Linked DNA regions of Mus musculus: region 2 is linked to region 1. A link is a contact called in public Hi-C data. All regions are on one chromosome and are shown on one strand. The core of a region is the stretch at or near the end of the contact, and the rest is flanking DNA. Distances in the headings are between cores, read along the strand shown.

Region 1 (5,848 bases), core at 2,244-4,743:
GGAACGCTGTGAACAACTGCTCTTCTGAATTTGAAGCAGCCCTCTGTAAGGTTGTGACCCAGCTGTCTGCTTGAAAGGGGACCCATGTCTATTGGGCACCAGACTCTGTACTTCACCCGCTGTTAGCCATTTTCTCACTGCTGTGGCAAAATGGCCGACCAAACCAACTTAAGCAAGGGGGTTTCTCTGGCTCACAGTTCTAGGAAACACAGTCTGTCACGGCAGACGGTTGAGATGTGACTAGAGGCCTGGTGTTCACGGCCAGGAAGCAGAGATGGGTGATGGGCTCCTTCCCTCTCTTTCTCTTCACTCCTAGATCCTAGCCCAGAGGATAGTGCCTCCCACACTCCAAATGAGTCCTCCCGATTCAGTTAAACCTTTCTGGAAGCACCCTGAAGGTCACACCCAGAGGTATTTCCTAAGATAGTCTATTCAAGTTGACAATGAAGATTGACTGTCACACCCACTTAATTCGAGTTTAAAGTAGTAGAAAATGTTTGGAGAACATTTAAAAGTCAGGAACAACTTGGTAATTGATGTGATTTTTTATGAGCACAGGAAAAGTCTTCAATCATCCAACTTCAGTAGAGGAAGCAGCCACACCCCACAAGCAGCCACACCCCACAAGGAAGCAGCCACACCCCACAAGGAAGCAGCCACACCCCACAAGGAAGCAGCCACACCCCACAAGGAAGCAGCCACACCCCACAAGGAAGCAGCCACACCCCACAAGCAGCCACACCCCACAAGGAAGCAGCCACACCCCACAAGGAAGCAGCCACACCCCACAAGGAAGCAGCCACACCCCACAAGGAAGCAGCCACACCCCACAAGCAGCCACACCCCACAAGGAAGCAGCCACACCCCACAAGGATGTTTAAAATCCGTTTCTGATGTCCTACTTTACTTAGGTATAGGCATCTTGTCTCGATTCTCAGCCCCAGGAATGACCATGACTTTTAGAAAATTCCCAATGAAAAACTCATCAGGGGGACGTGAAACAGCACACAGCATCCTGGTTGTGGCTGATGAGAACTGAAATGCAGGATCTGAGGTCAGAAACACTGATGCAGGAGGGAAGGAAAGGGAGATGTCACAAGAACTCCCCTGGTTTATTCATATCAGGTTTCCGCTCTGACCCTGGGGTCCACTATTTAACTCTCTGTTCTACTCAGACACTGGGTCCCACAGGGTGTGCCTCACGCCTGGGCTCTTGTTCTCCTCCTGCAGCTGGAAAAGGGCTTGTGGAGGCATCTCACTTCTGCTATCTCATGGCTCATGTGCCCTTTGGTCACTATACGGTGAAGACAGATCATCTGGCCTTGGTGGGCAGTAGCCACAGGTACGTATGTGACTTTTGTAAAGATGATTTGCACGGGTTATTTTAGCCCTTACTGGGTTTCATGGCTTCACTACTCATTTTCTTGTGTAAATTTCCGCTACTGCCCGCTCTTCCTCTCTATCTTCTGCATTAGTCTAGGCAAGGTGACCAGAGGGTGCCACATCACACCACCAGAGGGCCTTTGGTGCTGTTAGTGCTCTTGGTGTGTGTTGAACTCTTCTGGCCACTGGGTGGCAGCCTAGCTCCACAACCAGAGATAACATAGAAAAATGAAGTTTACAATAGTATATTTTGGGCAGCCCTGGGCTTATTCTAGGAGCCTACTTTTTGGGGCCTCCATACTACTTCAATATATTAATTTGGAGCACAAGCTCTTTGGAACCTTCTGCATCAGTCACTTGTTTTCTGGTAGCCACATATCAGGGTGTTTCCCCCCCCCCCCCAAGGACCCCAAAGCCCTGGAGAAAGAGTGAGTTGAAGCAGATAATCTTACCCTGGGTGGTCCTCACTGTTCTGGATCTTTCTACCTCTTTCTCCTTAATAGTTGTGATTTCTGAGCAGTCATGGTATTGCGCTCCTAGAATTCTAGCAGTCAAGAGGTATAGACAGGGGGATTGTAGCAAGGCCAATGCTAGCCAGGGTGGTGCAATGAGTTCTAGGCTAGCCAGCCAGCCAGGGCTACGAACCTGTCTCAAGAGAGAGAAAGAAGACATTTCTGAGATGCAGAGCTATCAGTGTCTTTGCAATGTTTGCTTTGTTACAGATTTACTTTATAAAAAGGTAACTGCACCGGGGAAGCAAGGTATTGAGGGATTGAAAGCCTTGTCTAAGGTAGCCTCTCGGGTGCACCATCAGGATGGACTTGGAGTCTAGACAGTAAGGTTGCAGGAGCAAAAGTTGTAGCTGATATTCCTAATCCTCTACCACCATAGCAATCGGTGCTCCTCACAGATTCTTCTCTTGAGCCTGGGCTCAGATAGAAGAGTCATCTTCTCAAGGCAGTCTGTCTGGGCTAAGCAAGCCCATAAAGGTACCTCGCTTCCTATAGCCCATGTTCATGACTCCTGGGGGAGTTTCTTGAGATATGTTAGCTTCTGGAATTATTCTGATGACTGGAATATAGGGCACCTGGCAAGCTGTAGAGGGGAGACGGCAAGTGTGTGTGTGTGTGTGTGTGTGTGTATGTGTGTGTGTATCACATTCACCTGTTTTCTTTCCTCACTGGCCGGATGAACTTCCTGTGCAAGATCTGTCATTTCTTTCTGGCTCCATTGTCCTCCCCAGTCTGTGCCAGGCCATCTGTGGTGCTCCTGGACTCCACGGCTTCCTCTTTTGCACTTGGCAAGCTCAGGCTGCTCTGTCTTTCCTGGGGCATGCCAGGCTGAGGGCTGAGGGCTGAGGGCTGAGGGCTGAGGGCTGAGGACTGAGGGCTGAGGGCTGAGGGCTGAGGGCTGAGGACTAGTTTTTAGGAGGTTGAAGTGGGAGGTGTTGAAGGGGGATGTTAAGGGAGGTGCAGAGCCTCCTCCTCACAAGCAGGCTCTTCTAGAAGTGCTGGCACTCTCACTTATTGCCCAAACCTAAAGAGATGGAGGTCAAGGAGGAAGTGCAGTCTATCTTGAGCCCACAGGCTCTTTCCTCTTATAGACCTGCCTGAGAGCAGCATCTCCGCCTCACCTCTGTTCTTGTTATTCCCTGCTTTTAGTCAAGAGTTTATGAAATTTGCAACAATTGAGGCTATCCAGCGGACGGAAATCTTCGAGTACTGCCAGATGCTGGGCCGCCCCAAATCCTTCATCCCTTCTTTCCAGGTAACTGAACCCCGAGGGGGGCGGGGCGGGGCGGGGCGGCCATCAGCGATGCTGTGTCTAGGTTGTGGGCAGCCAGGTTCTTAGCCTTGCTGTTTGGCACCTGGTACCACCGGCCAAGTCATCTCCTGCATTTGTCCTCTTTAACGGGAGTGCGGGAAGGCTTAGGGTTTCTTTTTATGTTCCCGGAAGGTCAGAATTTTACAGCATGAAAGCAAACGGTTCAGAAGTCTTTGCTGGAGGCATACATGCGGAAATCTTGCTGCAGTTCTGCCCCTCCCTCCCTTCCTGTCCTCCTGCTGCCCTGGGCTCTTCTCTCCTAGCACTTCCGCTCAGCTCCTCCTCAGCTCCTACAGCCCTCTGGTCCCTCTGACAGCTCACCTTCTGACCACTCCCCCTTTCTCAGGAGCTTCCCTCCTGCTCTGGCCTTAGTCCATTCTCTCTTTCTTCTCAGGGTTTCAGTTGTATAGGTGGCAACCGCACTGCCAGGCTCTTTTCTCTCCCCTCAGCCCCTCTGTTTGGCATCTCGTTGCTACCCTATGTCCGTAGGCATCGCGTCATCCTCCAGTCCGATCCCCTATGTGTTTTGAGACCTGCTACCCAGTGGCCTTTTCTCGCGTCTCTTGCTGGTGTGGAGTGTGAACTTCACTGAAGCCTTGCAGCAAACTGGCATAAAACCGAGGTAGTTTGTTTCTGGGCTGGGAATAGGACTATCTCAGCCACAGCACTGACTCCAAGGTCCCCATCTCCCATTCACTCGACACTACTCTGTATTTTCTTTCCCTTTTATGGGAAGGTACCTTTCTTTTCTGCCTTAAGTACCTTCTTCAGGCCTGAGACCTTGTCTAAATGGATATCCTCAAGGTCCGCTGTTGAGAATGTACACAGCTACAATAGCAACGCACACTCAACACAGAACACACGTAACCTTGGGAATGAGTCCCTGTATTGTAAATACATGACCCATTTAGCCTCTCCTTTCTGAGAGTTTTGCCTTGCCTAGCTGCTCCTCCACAGGGCTCCAGCGTAGGCACTTTGGTTGCTTTTCTTTCCCTTCGTTATTCATCCCGCCCACATGTTTTGTTGACGTTGTTCTGGGCTGGTAGTCTTAGTATAGCTATTCTTACCGGCTGTTTCACACACTCAGCATTGTGTTGCCGTGCATCTTGAATATCACTTCTAATCCTGTGGGGTTTTCCCTTTCACAGAAGTTGGAACCGAGGCTCGAAGGGCTGGTTATATCTCACCAGCTCACTTGTGCATACCATTTGTTCTAAGTACTTTGTGTGAATCCCCTAATTCTATCTTTATAGTTCTAGTGGACTAGGTGGCATCGTCCATGCTCTAACAGGGAAGCTGAGGCACAGAGAGACAAAGGGGCTAGCCCAAATGTCCCCCAGCTAGCATGAGTTTGGATTGGATTGACTTTGTTTGACACCAGAGCTGTCACGTTTGATCTCATCCTATAGCTCCTGCTATGGAGACTCTTCCTCCCTACACCAGCATCTGCCTGCACTTCCTTGTGGGCTTCACAGCCTCTGCAAATGGTAGAGTTTTGTATCTTCATGTAAGCCCTTGTGCCGGGGCTGCACTTCACATGCCCAGGCTTCCTGTGATGTAGGCTGCTGGATAAAAGGGCTGCCCTGCTGCCTTTCCAATGGAGACCCAAGACTGGAAAGACGAGTTGATGTGATCCCTGAATCCTTTTCTCCATCACGCAGCAACTGTATGTAGGCTGGATTTGGAGTTGTGCCCATATGCAGATAAATTGCCCCAAATGGCACTGGGCCCTTGCTATTTGGATGCCAGAGTGAGTGGAATCTGGCAGTCAGCTGACTTCCAAGAAGTCTTATCTACATTTCTCTGCCTCTCTCCTGCCCGGATGGACTCATCCCTGGCCCGTTCCTCTTCACAGGTGTATAAGCTCCTCTATGCCTCCCGTCTGGCAGATTATGGCCTGGCATCCCAGGCCTTGCATTACTGTGAAGCCATTGGTGCAGCTGTCTTGAGCCAGGAAGGGAGCAGCCACCCTGTGCTATTAGCGGAGCTCATCAAGGTGAGCGTCTCAAAGGGATCTCTGTAGGTGTTTTATCTTCAGTGTTCAGAGAAGCCATTGTAGAGAGGCTTAAACTCCACATTTCATCTTCTTTGAACACACTGCAAAATTGGAGCCCACGGCTGTCTTTGACCATGTATGCATGCCCCGATGTGATAAGCAGAGGTCCTGTTTGCACAAAGAACAACTGGCTGGGCAGGGGGCAGAGGGGTTGGGGGACTGCAAAGCAGGCGTGTTCTGCTTGAGAAGTTCTGTGCATCTGCTTTTCTGGTACAGTTAAACTGCAAGCTACGGTGAGCCGTCCTAATTACAAAAGCGAGCCTTTGAAAATAGATTTTAGTGATTAAACCAGGAAATGATCCTTATTAAAATACTTTTAAATGCATGGAATATTTTATCACGTGTGGGACACATTTAAAAAAGAAAACAAAAACCGTACCAACCCTTAGTTTCTTGGGAAGAAACAACAATCAGGAAAATAGTTGTTTCAATTAATTGAAGGAAAAAAAAACCCACTCCATTAGCTAGAGAGTAAAAGGCAGGGTGCTCTACAGTATCTGTACCGCTTTACATGAGGCCCAAGTGCTGGATTCTATAACCAATAAAATCTGTGCTGCCTGAGCCCCTGCCCACACTGCTAGTGGG
Region 2 (5,848 bases), core at 1,178-3,677, 330 kb after region 1:
TATGCAGTGTCAATCACAGTGGGAAAATATACAATATGTGAAGAATCAAGATTATATAGTATGTAATCAAAAGAAAAGGAACCAATAGAAACAGTTTGGTATGTGACAAAATGTTGAAATTGCCTAATCATTTAGAAAGGACTATGATACATGCATATGTGGATATAGCACAAAAGGTAGGCCATGCACAATGAGACATGAGGAACTTCAGGGAAGAATGGAATCTGTATAAAATGAATAGTGTGCATGGGAGAAATAAAAAACAAAAAACCCACAAGCAATGAGGAATGAATTCAGTGTTTCCATTATCTGCTATTGCATATGAGATACCACAGAAAGGGATTTAGCAAACAATTCTTTCCTCGATTCCCCTGTCTATCTGGGCTCAGCTAGGCAGCTCCTTTTACTCCATAGGATGATGATGATGATGATGATTGCAGCATTAGCCAAAAGGTAGAAATGGCCTATGCTGAAGGACAGATGCCTGGATAAATAACATGGCACATGTAAGCAGTGAAATACTACTCTCATGAAAAGAGTGAACCTCGACAAGGGAGAAGAAACCTGAAGGTATACAGATAATTATAAGATAAAAGGAGAAGTAGTATGTGTTCACATTATACCAGCATGAAATATCTATAATAGAAAAATTCACAGTACATAAGGTAGATTAGGAGTTTCTAGATGTTGGTAGAGGTGAAAAATTATTATTTCATTACTGAATGAAAAATGTGGGTTCACCTGGATTCTCTGTGTCAATTCCATCTCTTTCCTTTTGTTTTTAAATATAATAAAATGTTTTTAAAGCTGCATTTTGTCTTTCTTGAAAAAGAAAGCACATCCTCAAATCAGAAAATGGGATTGTTTTCTTCCCCCTTTGCTTCATTCTCAGCTCCTATAAAGGTGATTTGAAGAGGCACTGGGACAAGCCACAAGAGGAAGGGACAGTGACACAGAGAGGCTCTGCTTGCAAACACAGGGATATTTTGAGCAGGGTCTTTAAGAAAGTGGGACTGAGTTGAATTAAAAGCCAAGGCCTGCATGCAAACAGTTTGATCATGTCTGTGAGGGACTTCATGTTCCCTTTGTGCTTCTGGCCTGCCAGTCCATTCTTTGTGCCAACAGCTCTGTCTCTCACAAGCTGGAGGCAGAGTCTTCATTCAGTGAGTTAATTTTAAATGAAATGAAAACCCAAGTCATAATGTTTGGTTCACTACGCAGGCAACAGGCACTGTCTGCCTCATTAATGATTAACATGGCAGCTGGTAATGTCTTGCAGCTGGTTGACCAGTTTAATGATGCCAGAATCTGGCTGAATCCTCTTTGTGCTCTGACCAATACAGGGACCACCTTTTCCTCACAGTGCTTTGAGTGTGGTGTTTAGTGAATAAAGATACAGATTATGAAGTAGAAGACAAAATCTTTCTTGTGTTACAGCCAGCTCACATAGATCTATACTTGTTTGTCTGGGTCTGATGCAAAGGCTGTACTCTTAAAGAATGTGTTTATCTGAGGTGGAAAGTAGAAGATTGGTTACCAAAGAGGCAAGAGGAGGTGTTAGAGTCAGTGGACCACTGGTGCTAACGATGAGACCCGGGAGATCCAGGAGATACTTCTTAGTTAAGTAAAGAACCTTGGTGTATTTGCACGTGTGCAAGTATGGAGAGGGCATCTGGAGGCCTGCGGTTGATAGCAGGTGTCTTCCTTGATGTCTTCACATTATATCTTGAAATGAGGTCTCTTACCAAACTCCTATCTTGCTATCTTAGCTTACTCCAAGAATCCCCTGTCTCTCTGAGTATTACAAGGGAAACACCTTGCCCACAGAAATTTCATGGATGCCCCTTCTTATATGATAAATTCTTTATTCACTGAGCCATTTCTTCAGCCCTTGAACCTCTCATATTTCTGCAGAGTGGGAAAAATGCTCTCCTTCATTTTTCAGAACAACCAGTCATGGACTGAGATGAATCCCTAAATAAAGAGATGGCTCAGTGGGTAAGGAACTTATCACACAGGCACGAACAAGGAGGAGTGCTCACATCCTGATTCTGATCTTTGCCCTCAGAATTCCTCACTGCTTTCTCTGATACACGTTATCTGTTTCTCAGCTTCCGCTACTCTGTGTATCCTTGGACCTAGGATCCCCAGTGACCTTGACCAGATCTCCTGAGCTGCTTTGCCTAGCAATTCATAATTTACAAGAGCATTGCACGGCTTGCTAATAGAAGGTACCATATAAAGAGCAGAGCCCCATTTCTGTCCTGGCTGATGCCTTCCATTAAGATGATGCTCTTGATATTCTAAGCTGTGAAGACTGATTTTGAGTTAAGTGCTTGTACACTTAATTTGCTTTCACTTAAAGCACGCCACTGGTGACGGCGCCTGTTCTGTGACCCGAGGTACTCATTTTTTTAGCACTCGAAACTGCAAGGACAGCAGAGGAGATTACATTGTTAGGGATTACGCCATCCCTCTCCCCACCCCAGACTCTGCTCTGCTCATAAGGGAACACAGACACGTGCATGCACACATATGCGAGCCTCGACACCCTCCCCGCTTCTGTTGGAATGAAGTTTCCACAGTACCAGAACAGACACTATTTCACTTGGAAGAAGTGTTCCATTTCTACCCTTCTGAAACCTTGTCAGGGTAAGAAAAACAGAAGCTGTGACTTTTCAATGCCATCTGGTAAGTTAGATTGAGCATCAGCACTGTGGAGCATGTCTGCTGTGTGGAAACAGGCCGTGCTAGGATTGAATGGCAGACATTCCCTTGGGGCTGTGAGGCAATGGAGGCGTTTCTGAGACTTCCTTGCTAAGAGGAATGCCAGGGAGTAGCACTGACCGTCTAGATCATCACTATCCCTTTAGATGCACTTGCCCTGTATGAGGAGGCACCCACATGTTGAGTCCTCTGCCTGCTGCCTGGATGCTGGCAAAGCCATGCCTGAGTTAATGAGGAGATAAATAACCCCTGTGCACGTCCGCACGCCACCGCGACATATAGGACTCCAGTACCCCACATCTGATTTTGGTTTTGTTTTTACAGTAGCGCTAGTTAAATCCAACTAACTATGATGAAACAGGTTATCAGAATGAGAAATGAATAAAAGATTACTTCCTGTCTGCTTCCTCCAGGTGGGCGGGGCTGCAGCCGACTTCTGTAATGATCAGGGTTGAAGGCTGAAGTGATTTAAGGCATTACCTAGGAGGAAGGACAGACATCTGTCAGGTAGGATGGGCAGAGGCAATGTGTGGTCATTTCACATGGTCCATGCGCCCTGGCACTGAGAAAACTGGGTCATGAAGGCTTCTCTTTCCATTATTGGCCTTGGCCTGTCTGAGTGGCCCTATGAACTTTTTCACTCAGATGTGTTTCTGTGTTCACAGCTCTACTGTAGTTCAGGGCTTCAAGGCCAAGTCCCTGAGTTAGGATAGCTGGTCCCTAGCCTGTTGCTGTGGCTTAGAGGGGCTCTAAATAGCAATTTGGGGCTATCTAGGGCAGGTGAACTACACTTCCCAGAATTCTCCTTTCATACTTGTTTTCTGTTAGACTAACCTCATGGTTTGGGAGGGAATGAATGTGAAGCTACAGATGCTCAGAAACTTTCACTTTTTGCTGCTGACCTGATGACTTACCTTGTCAGCAGAGAGATGCAAGCTGGCAAGCAATTCCTCGACATTCTGTTTTTCCCAAGATTCTCTGATTCTGGGTCAAGCTTGAGTGATTAGCTCCACAGGATGGCGATCCCACCAAGGTGAGAGGCAACATGGGCTAACAGGCACTTTAGAATATTGTTGGGAGTGTGGGTTCTCCTTTGTTCTCATTTCCTACCAACTTCCTGCCTATCTTGTAGTCTTCAAGCCCGTGCCCCCGGCACCATGGCTGTTAAGGAAGTCTCCGAGTTGCATAAAGTCAATCCCTGTGATAGGTGTACCCACCATCCACCTGCATGCCTACTCAACAATCAACCAGCTGCTCACTCCGCCTCTTTTTGTGTCTGCTATGAAAATATCCTGGTGGATCTGCTTCTCCTGATAGAAACCTGATTGATTCTGAGAGAAAGACATTGTATGCCCTAATGCCGAATCCCCTTAAAACTACTACCCTGGGTCTTAAGGATCTAGCACCCATGGCCAGATTTACTCATTCATGATTTGTGTTTAGTTCTGGGAAGCAGTTTGTGTTTATCTATTCTTTGTCTCTGTCTCTGTCTCTGTCTCTCTCTCATCTCTAGCTCTCTGTCTTTATGTCTATCTCTTTATCTTCATCTCTATCTCTATCTTTATCTCTTTCCCCATTCCACCCCATCCCCTGAAATACTGCTGTGTAGGTTACTATAAAACATGGCAAGGCATTTCAACCACCTACTCTGTAACCTCTATTTTACACATTTCCCTCCTCCTCCACCCTATTTCTTCCATAGCACACACATATTTGTGAATTTTGAGCATGACTGATCCTGACCTATCCTAAACCTAATGTACCAATTTCTCTGTAGGATCTGGGTGGGCAGGAGACTTCAAGGAAAGGGCTTAGCTGGGAAGCCAGTGCAGCAGACCCAGAGAGCAGCTTCTCCAGTGCAGAGCAAATCGAGGAGAGAACATAATTTGCTTTCTTTCACTTCGGTATGGGATCATCAGAGAACTGTCGCTCAACCCAAGATCAGAGGATGTTCCAAACAATAAGCCAGCTTGGTCCAACTGCTTCTCTCTGCTGCCCTCTCCCCTTTCCTGCCCCCTGCTGACAGCTGGGAGCTATCTGGGAGATTAAGGCTCATATGCCTCTTCCAGAGAACAGACACTGGACACCATCTTACTCTCACCACAAAAGACAGAGCCTGAAAATATCAGTTCTTCTGACTAATTTCCCCTATGTCCCTTGTTGTAAGATGTATATTGTGTGCTTTGCATTTGATGGGTAGCTTGATGTCTCTTGGTAATTTCTCAGTACAAAATCACGACAGCTTGAGAGGAATTCAGTGGCTACTATCTATTCCAACCCTTAGTTATTGTTTTGCAGCAGCTCACTGGTTTCCCTAGTTAGAACTGGTAGCAGAAACAGAAGGGGTGAAATACCACCAAGAGGACTATTCTTCCAGTGATCATAGCAGGTGTCTCCATTAGGCTTTTCCTAAGAGCCACATCCAGGTGTAGCAAATTAGTTAAGAGGGCCATGGGTTCATTTGCATGTGATCTGCATATCATTTCTGAGTCCTTAGATAAACAGTGGTGGTGCTTTGCAGGCAGTTCCTGTTTCAGTTTTGTTGCCTCACACCGGAATCTACAGGAGCACTCACATGGAAAAAATTTCAAGGGAGGGAGGGAAAGAAGAGAGCTGTGTTGGAAAAATTTCCTTCTACCGTGAGCGCTTGGGGTTTGCAAAAGTGGAAGCCCTCTCTGGTGGGAAGGAAAGATGTAAGCTCTGGGAGCCCAGCGCTGAGAGAAGTCTCATCCCAAGGACTGAAAAGATGGAAGCGACATGTTTGAGGATGATGTTGGGTTCTGATGTGCCACCGGGCCCTTATGTGACCTCCCAGACCCAAAATACATTCTGGATCCGCCCATTTCATCTCCAAGTAAATGCCAACACTGATTTAATTCACAACTCTACAATCTATGTGGGAAAATTAGTTGAAGCCTTCCAGTGCCAAGTCTTGCTGGGTAAAATAGCATTCCACATTCAAAGGAGGCTTCCCCTATCCTCTAGGGGAAATCAACCATTCCAACATTGCCCCTAATGCTCCCTACCTGACTTATCTGCAGCCACTCTTCCCATTCTTTCTTCCTGTAGCCATTGGATTCTGGGAGGTTAGGGGTTTTTTCTTGGCCAGGTGCCTGCAGGC

What was found. Hi-C and Micro-C count contacts between places; a contact is called where the count stands out from the background.
Region 2: a Hi-C map of cortical neurons shows a contact between it and region 1, with 4 times the contacts expected there. The contact joins two enhancer-like sites.

The regions. Positions count from the first base shown.
Region 1 is chr1:157,551,703-157,557,550 of GRCm38.p6, forward strand. Sec16b (SEC16 homolog B (S. cerevisiae)) reads left to right here. Exons shown (of 26, transcript NM_001159986.1): 14 at 1,231-1,342; 15 at 3,045-3,150; 16 at 5,063-5,203. Among named protein-coding and RNA genes, the nearest start is that of Sec16b, 28 kb to the left of the region's middle. Within about 2 kb of position 3,494, at least 44 of the 459 cell types and tissues checked have an H3K27ac peak or open chromatin away from gene starts, as enhancers often do. A contact at or near this core is called in cortical neurons, where this site is marked.
Region 2 is chr1:157,886,149-157,891,996 of GRCm38.p6, forward strand. No RefSeq gene overlaps it. Among named protein-coding and RNA genes, the nearest start is that of Gm51655, 140 kb to the left of the region's middle. Within about 2 kb of position 2,428, at least 27 of the 459 cell types and tissues checked have an H3K27ac peak or open chromatin away from gene starts, as enhancers often do. A contact at or near this core is called in cortical neurons, where this site is marked.